Regions from separate parts of the Ovis aries genome. Here regions 1 and 3 are each linked to region 2. Evidence: chromatin contacts called from public Hi-C data. All regions are on one chromosome and are shown on one strand. Each heading gives the region's core, a stretch centred on a gene start, on an enhancer-like site or on the middle of the called end of the contact. The rest is flanking DNA. Distances are from core to core; before and after follow the strand shown.

What was found. A called contact is a pair of places that touch in the nucleus more often than the background predicts.
Region 1: a Hi-C map of liver shows a contact between it and region 2, with 3 times the contacts expected there. The contact joins the enhancer-like site here to the promoter of MTAP in region 2. A contact is called at or near these places in 7 of 16 Hi-C or Micro-C datasets (blood, hypothalamus, liver and 3 more).
Region 3: a contact with region 2 is called in a Hi-C map of skin fibroblasts, with 2.6 times the contacts expected there. The contact joins the enhancer-like site here to the promoter of MTAP in region 2. A contact is called at or near these places in 2 of 16 Hi-C or Micro-C datasets (omental adipose tissue and skin fibroblasts).

What each region holds. Positions count from the first base shown.
Region 1 is chr2:90,316,509-90,319,466 of ARS-UI_Ramb_v3.0, forward strand. IFNE (interferon epsilon) reads right to left here. Exons shown (of 2, transcript XM_060411002.1): 1 at 1-2,958. The coding sequence starts at 1,593. The coding sequence ends at 1,012. Among named protein-coding and RNA genes, the nearest start is that of IFNE, 31 kb to the right of the region's middle. Within about 2 kb of position 1,558, at least 2 of the 54 cell types and tissues checked have an H3K27ac peak or open chromatin away from gene starts, as enhancers often do. A contact at or near this core is called in liver, where this site is marked.
Region 2 is chr2:90,629,370-90,632,153 of ARS-UI_Ramb_v3.0, forward strand. MTAP (methylthioadenosine phosphorylase) reads left to right here and starts at 1,345. Exons shown (of 7, transcript XM_060411004.1): 1 at 1,345-1,464. The coding sequence starts at 1,432.
Region 3 is chr2:90,975,073-90,977,815 of ARS-UI_Ramb_v3.0, forward strand. No RefSeq gene overlaps it. Among named protein-coding and RNA genes, the nearest start is that of TRNAW-CCA, 91 kb to the left of the region's middle. Within about 2 kb of position 1,464, at least 7 of the 54 cell types and tissues checked have an H3K27ac peak or open chromatin away from gene starts, as enhancers often do.

The sequences.
Region 1 (2,958 bases), core at 308-2,807, 310 kb before region 2:
ATGGACCTAGAGACTGTCATACAGAGTGGAGTAAGTCAGAAAGACAAAACAAACATTATATAATTGTCACCTACATGTGGAATCTAGAAAATGATACAGATGAACTTATTTGCACAACAGAAATAGAGACACAGACGTAAAGAATAAATATATGATGTGATATCAATAGGGAAAGGGAGGTGGATCAGATGGTAAAGCATCTGCTTACAATGCAGGAGACCTGGGTTCAATCCCTGGGTCAGGAAGATCCCCTGGAGAAGGGAATGGGTACCCACTCCAATATTCTTGCCTGGAGAATTCCATGGACAGAGGAGCCTGGTGGGCTACAGTCCATGGGGTTGCAAAAGAGTCGGACATGACTGAACAACTAACACTTTCACTTTCAGGTATAAAATACATAACTAATAAGAACCTACTCTATAGCACAGGGAACTCTACTCAATGCTCTGTGGTGACCTAAATGGGAAGGAAATCTAAGAGGGAATATATGTATACATATAGTTGATTCACTTTGCTGTACAGCAGAAGCTAACACAACATTTTAAAGCAATTATACTCCAATACAAGTTAATTTAAGAAAAAGAAATCACTGGGATGAATATTCAATGATAAGCAAAGTATGACAGTGAAGATAAAGTTCATTATATCTACTTGGCCAGTTTTTATGAAAATATACCAATCTGAAGAACAATTATGAAATATTAATGAATCGCTTCAACTCATAAAAATTTCAGATGGACAGAAAATACAAAGTGACATTACAGAATAAAAACAACTGTAGTCAATGCGCATCATCTTTAAAGCAAAGATACATATATGTATATATATATACATACACACATACATATATATATATACATACACACACACACACACACACAAAAAACAAAAAACAAAAAACAAAGAATAGTACTACTTTAAAACAAAAAGAAATAATAGTGCCTGGAGAAATCCTACTCCTCCTCCGTGCTATGCTTTTAAAGCCTGCAGTTGGCTCTTCCTTCAAATGGTTCAAGTTTCCATGCCCTGTTCACTCAGCTTTCTTGTGAGTCGGAACACCAAGAACAGACACCGGTTGATTTCTACTTTGACAATGGTCCAGGCACAGCTGCTATAGTCCTGGCTTTCCAGGTAATCATGGATCCTTTGGAAATACATTTTAACCTGTAATCTAAGGTTCTCACTGCCCAAGGTGTCACTTTTCTTCTTTGCTTGCAGTCTCATGAGTGCTTCTAGGTATTCCAGCTGTTGAAGAAGTTCAACAAGGAACTTTTCTGTGTGACTTTCCTCCCAACCATCAAGAGAAGAGGTTGCCCTGAAGAGGTTGAAGATCTGTTGAAGCATCTCATGAAGGATGGCCAGTACTTGTCCTTTCTGATACTGGTGAGGATTCACAGACTTCTGGGGAAGCAGGAAGTTTTTCCTGTGCAGTAGACACTGCTGAATTGACGAGGTCTGCAGTTTATTCAAAAGTTTTAAACTCTCTTGGTTCACTCTCCTTTGCTGGCAAAGAACCAGTTTCAGCTCTTGGGAGCAAACAGTGGAAGAAGCCAACAGAACCAACACAATTTCAAAGAAAGCCTTGTTAATCATGGTGAAGGTCAAATATTCCACTTATCTCTGTGCAGACTGGATAAAGCTCCGTCTCTAGTGATTATTTGTTTTGTGCATCTTATTCTGGAAAGTATTCTCTTTTGTAGTTTTGTTTTCTAATGTTGTCATTTCTCCAAGTTTACATGTTAAGCTTTCTGGTTCCCTTTTCACAAGGTTTACGGGACTTTTTTTTTCCACTTTCCATTGTGTTGGCTTATTTGAGGAAGTAATCCAAAGAATTTGTTTTCTTTGCATGTGTTCCTTGAGACAATAATAGGCCAGTCATGCAAAATGATCTTCTATTACTCTCATTATTTATTATACACAAAGTTTCACTCAACACAATATGCTTTCTAAATATTTAGTCAAGCTTATTAAAGTTCTTTTACTGAGAGTAAGTTTTTCTTTTTAAAGGAATGGTCTTTCATGGAGTTATGTTTATCAGAGGCTTAACAGCACCTATATGGCGTGTGTGTGAGTGTGCTAAGTCACTTCAGCCATGTCCTACTTTTTGTGACCCTATGGACTGGGGCCTGCCAAGTTCCTCTTGTCCATGGAAATCTCTAGGCAAGAATACTGGAGTGGGTTGCCATGCCCTTCTCCAGGGGACCTTCCTAACCCAGGGATCGAACCCAGATCCCTTACATCTGCTGCATTAGCTGGTGGGTTCTTTACCACTAACACCACCTGGGAAGCCATAACACAGTCAGGCAAAAATTAAACAAGAAAAATTTAACTGAGTAAATTTAAAGGTCAAATTGGTTCCACCAAGCTATAGAAAAGGAAAGGTTTTTAAAGTAGAAACCGGGCAGAAAAAAGAAAATTATTAACAAAAAAAGTACTGTTTCAGGCAAAGTTGCCCTCCTAAGGGGGATGGAGGTGCCTATACGCAGATTACTTCACTACTGCTAACCAGGTAATTCTAGGTTGACTGGTTAAAGGTTACATTCCTGGGGTGTTGAAATTGCAATTAAGTTAAATATTAAGTCTTGGTTTACTGGCATGGAGTTTAGCATAAGTAATTCCATTTTGGGTCTGTTGTGTCCTTTTTACACTACTAAATTTAAAACCTCAAGTAGAACTGTATCTTTGCACAAATGCTTGAACAGATTAACCTTAAGATATGTATCAGCAATCTTAAATTGCTTTGTGTCTTAGCCAAGCAGTTCAATATCTAAGATTCTAGCCTATGGAAGTAATATAAAAAGGAAAATATTAGCAAAGGAAGATTGTTATAAAATTACTGCAACTGAAGTATATACCATATAGGTATATACCATAACACCATATAGGTCCAACAACAGTGGAATGGTTAAATAAATGTTGGGAAATCCATGTAATGAAATGCCATGCAAACATTATAAA
Region 2 (2,784 bases), core at 95-2,594:
CATCAAAGCACCTAAGTTTGTCAAGATTCCCTAACTGTGAAGCACCATGTAACCCAAGGTCTCTGTGTCCCTGCAGTGGTTCCCCTCTGAGCAGACAAGCTCCTAGGAAACCACATTCAGGAGCAACTTGCAGCCCCCTGCCCTTTCAAAGGAGCACTCCAGTCTTCCACTTTGCCATTTCATTTTATAATTTAAAAGAAACAGAAGAAAACTTTACATTGCAAGAAAAGTTACATCTTGAGCAAATAATGAGTGAAAATTTTTACTGTTTTAAGTAAACAGGATATGGGAAGCACCCAGTGATGTCTGAATGAAGTTATACTTGTGTGGGGTTTCAGTTTTACTGCTGTAGGGAAAAAAGGAAGTTCACCCCTCCACAGCCATTCTCCCACCCCCAGAGTAAAATCTTCGCAACATTTCTGCCTATCAGAATATCACTGTCACCCAGCATTTTGTTGAAGAGAATTCAACTCATCCAAAGAGTTTAAATTGGATTATCCCAATGAAGGGCTGGTGCAACGTGAAAGGGCGGGTGGAGGTGGGGGGTACCCAACTAGTGGTTGAGTGATGACAGAAATCCGGATTCTGAATCTAGTTGAATTGGACTTTGATCGGGTTGGTTTGGGTTGAAGTCGGCCTTGGCATTGTGGACCCAGGCTGGAAGTTAGGGTATGGTTTATCCCGTGGAAAACCTGCCCCATAGCCAGAGTTTGTAGGTCAGAAAGTTTATCATTATCCAGCAGCACGTTACCCTGTTTCTTTCTGTCATCCCAGAGTCTTGGGCCAGCCAACCCCACTCTGTTCTGTCTCCAACGACTTAACAGAAAGGAGCAAACCCCCGGTTGAGTACCGGGGATGAGACGAGTCAACGGCACCCCGCCCCACATTCGCAGCTGGAGGCAGCCTCAGCGAAGAGCCTGTCCCCTCGTCGCCACGATTCTCCCTCCCCCGCCCCCGAGAACTTCTGGAACAAGATGGGCCCGACTCTACAGATGAGGCCGAGCTTGCCGCGGATACGAGACGGCGCCAGAAGCGCTGCTCTTCCTTGTCGTGTTCTTGCGAAAGTTAACAGAGCCGATGAGAGTGCAAAGCACAAAGTCTGGAACAGCATAAGCTGTCAATCAACGGTCCCTATTATTATCACTATCATGAACCCGTTAGCTACAACTGGGGGGGAGGCGAGGCAGGGAAATCAACCGAGAACCGAAAAGGTCTGCAGAAGAGGCGGGAGGCGGGCGTCTGGAATTGAGAGGGGAGGCGGGGGAGAGCCCACGCCAGCAGCCAATCCAGCTGTCCCCGGGAGGAAGAGGCGGAGCCACCGCCGACCCCAGGACCTCCCTGCTCAGTCCCGCGCCGCGCGCCTGCACCCGCGCAGCTGCTCTGTTCCCCGCCTCCATCCCGAGCGTGGCCGCCGCTCCTTCCTCGCCAGACATGTCCTCAGGTGCCACTCCGGCTGCCGTGAAGGTGAGATTAGACGTCCTGGCTGCTGCGATCCTGCCTGACCTGTACGCTGTCTCTCTCTTCCGGGCGGACAGCGCCTCTGGGCCGTGCGCCTAGCGGGGGCGCCCCCGCCGCGGCGGGGAGGGTCTGCGGCTTAGCCCGGGGCGGCGAGCGAGGGACAGGAAACCACTGCAGAGTTTGCCATTGCCTTGCCTTAGGTCTCAGCTGCTCACGCAGGGCGAAGGCACGCCCTTCGGAGAGGGGCCGCGAATCGGTACTGCAAGTACCTTTCCGAGCAGATGGGTCAGGCTGGGGCTGGGTGTGCCGCGGGGTGGGCACCTACAACCCCTGAAGGTCTCCTCGAGCCCTGAGCCCTGCCCGACTTAAACGCTTCCGCTCCGACTTGGCCCTCCGCCCGCGGCCCACGTGGGAAAACTGCATGCTTGCTCTTTTGCAAGCTTCCGGCTTTTTGTTTGTGTTCTAAACGTAGGCCTTCTCTGCTTTGGGAACTCTTGAGAGTTTTTACAACACCGAAATGGAGTATAGGAGTACTGGGCCGCTCCCTGTTTGGAGGCCTCTGGCTTTAACCTGCTTTGCTGTTGTTTAGTCGCTAAGTCGTGTGGGACTCTTTGGGACCGCATGGACCACCATAGCCCACCAGGCTCCTCTATCCTTGGGATTTCCCAGGCAAGAATACTGGAGTGGGTTGCCATTTCCTTCTCCATAGGATCTTCCCGACCCAGGGATTGAACCCCGACTCCCCCTTGGCAGCGAATTCTTACACCATTGAGCCACCAGGGCAGCCCAAACTGCTTTGTGGGCAACCTTGGAAGGTGGAGATCAGTTTCCTTGCCCTCGGTCTTCAGGGGTCTCCGTATAAGGGATCATTGTACTGTGGAAGCTTTGACCAGTAGTTCCAAGGTTTGCAACGAGTTTCCCAGGGGCTTTTAAACAGTTTTTCCTGTTGGTCCTGGCTTGGGGGGGGGGGGGGGGGGCGGGGAATGTAGAATTACAGTCCACAGAAGTAAATTAATGATCAAAGTTAACATCGCTTTCAGGCCTAACCAGCTAAGAGGTCAGTTAACTTGTCTGGCTTTAGACATTCTTGGCTGATGAGATAGGAAGGTCCATGATTCCACGTTTTGTGGAATCAGTTTTCAGTTCCCCTGGAGAAAGCAAATCTGTGGTCAGTGTGTACTCAGCCAGAGTGATTACCTTAGTAGGCCCTTGCAGCTATCAGAGACACTAGATGAAAAGGGGGGGGGGGGGGGGGCAGAGTTGCAGTCACACTTAAGATACTAAATTCCTTTTTCCATTTCGAAAAGAATCTTGCACTAAACAAGT
Region 3 (2,743 bases), core at 214-2,713, 350 kb after region 2:
GTTAGCAGTTATTCTGTGTGTGTGTATAGGGGGGCGGTTAGTGCTAATTTGCATCAAGAGAATTTATTGTATTTATAATAAGGTGGTCTCTGTTTACTGTCCCCATTTTACAGATGGCACCTCAGAGTCTGAGCAACTTACTATAGCTAGTCAAGTGGCAGAGCCTGGACTGAAAAGGGGAGTCTGATGCTTCTCCCATTGCACTAAGCTTCTTCCATGAATGTCAAGGGCAGCTGGATGATGGCATTCTTTTCAAACTCTAATCAAGGTGACTCTTTAGTAATCGGGGTTGTTGTGTGTAGTATTTTTGTTTGCGTTGTATCCTTCCTCTACAGGAAAAAGGAAAGATGACACATCTACACGGCTGCAGAGCACAAGTACCTTGACCTGTAAAGACATCTGCAAATATTCTGATCACTTTATAAACTATCTTAAGTAAGTGTGTGTGTGTGTGTGTGTGTGTGTTTAAAGTTTGGGTTGCTTTTCTGGATCAAGTTTTTAACAACTGTCACTGTTAAAAAAATGTCTGTCATTGTTGACATTGATTTTACTTAAAAATTTTTTTTGGAAGAACCAGAACTTTCCAATTTGGGGGTGGTAGTATTTGTTGATTAATTATTATGTACCAGGCACTGCTACATGTATTCTTTTTAAGCTGTCACTACAACCCAGTGATAAAAGAACTATTATTATCTTAATATTATAGAGAAGAATACTGAAGCACAGAAAAGTGATCTGCTCAAGGTGATGCAGCTAGCAGATAGGAAACTGGGGTTTGAACTTGGGCTGACTGGCTCCAGAGACTTGTGTTTAACCACAGCTTTGTAATATGCTCTGTTTTGGCACTTGACTGATGAGTGTGTGACCCTTCTTAGGTCAGTTAATAGTTGTGGTCTTCAGATTCCTTATTAGCACTAGCTAACTTATTCACTTAGCAGTACTCTTTGTTTACATACACATCTAACAATAACATTACCATCCTCACTTTACATATAGGGAAATTAGAATTTGGAGGGTTCAAGTAACTGCTACAGGTGGCCTATCTGAGATTCAAACCCATTTTAAGGGCTTATGCAGACTTAAAATTCTATACATTGAATCTTTTATTTGTTTTAAATTTCAAAGTGAAACTGATAACATGTTTGTTCTATAAAGCAGTTAGTGACAGTTCTTCCAAGATATGACCATCATCTACAAATGGTTGCAAATGTTTGGGAACCACTGACATAGATAACAGCAGTCTTAACAATGAAACACTGTGCTATTAATATTATATTATTGTTTTTTGAGAAGTCACATGTAGCAAGCAGGATGTTGCCGGACATGTTAGGCAAGCTGTTGCTAACCCAGAAGACTAAAAGGGATTAAATTCTCATTATTACTCATAGTTAGTCCCCAAATATCTGTGTATGTTCAGTTTCTTCAGTTTGGCAGGAAGTTTTAAAGAACTAAACAGCATGCCCTTCCGCCCCTGGCATATTCATAAGCTATTTTGGGGTGAGTCATCGGAATTCTGTGGTTTGTGTATCCTGAAGGGAGAGAAGAGACACTGTATGGTTAGCATTTATTTGAAAAAGCTAGTTGGAAAAAAAAAATTATGTGATAAAAGTTCAGTGTTAGGTAAGAAATTCTTGTGGAAGGACTTTGTTTTGTTATGAAGATTCAGCTCATAGCCACATCTCTGGGACTATAACATAAATCGTATTCTTTAGCCTGTGCATATTCACAGCTTAACCTAGAGCGTGTAGAAGCCCTGATCTCACATTTAATTGGGAGTAATACGCAGAGAGTAAACAACTGGTTAAATGACTCTTCTTTTGTCCTGGGGAGTCTCTGCTTCCTAATGCTAAAGTAATGCTCTAAGTTGGATAGAATTGTAGCCATGTGAAAACAGAGAGCAAGCTGAATCTCTAGTCTGTTGGATGATAATATCACCAATATTATAGTTGTGGATTATGATTAAATAATTACAACAGCAAAAAAAAAAAAAGTGGGAAGGAATTACTTTTTCTCCTTGTAGTTACAAGGGAGCCCAAGGAGAAATTTTAGTCATTAAACACATTTTTTTGTTCTTTTTTTAAAATTTGATAAATGTATTTTATTTTTTTAAACTGTTTGTTGGGTGTTGGAGTATAGCTGACTAACAATGTTGTGATAGTTTCAGGTAAATAGCAAAGGGACTCAGCTATACATAAACATGTATCCATTCTCCCCTAAATTTCCCTCCCATTCAGGCTGCCACATAACACTGAGCAGAGTTCCATGAGCTGTAAAGTAGGTCTTTGTTGGTTATCCATTTTAAATATAGCAGAAACACATTTTTTTTTAATCAGGAAAAGAAACTGATTATTAATGGAAGAAGGAAGGAAATACAAGTTGGTTTGATATTTATGGTGTGCCAGATGCTGCAATAGGACTCCCCAGTCTCAGAAATATTATTTATATCTGGGGAAAATATTATTTTCAGAAGTTGCAGTGAGCCTATGGTCCACAGCATTAGTTGTCTGTAGGACAGGTACCAGGAAAGGAAGTGATGATATCTGACACACATACTCAATCACAGTTACCCATTTGATTATGAGACCACTATTTGATCCTTAAAATGGTTTAGATGGAACATAAGTAGTGTATTACACAGCATTGAAACACATAATGAGTAAGGCCTTCTTTTTAATTTCCTCTCACTTTTCTGATTACATCAAATAGGAAATTTCATTTTGACATTAGTGAGATTTGAAATCTC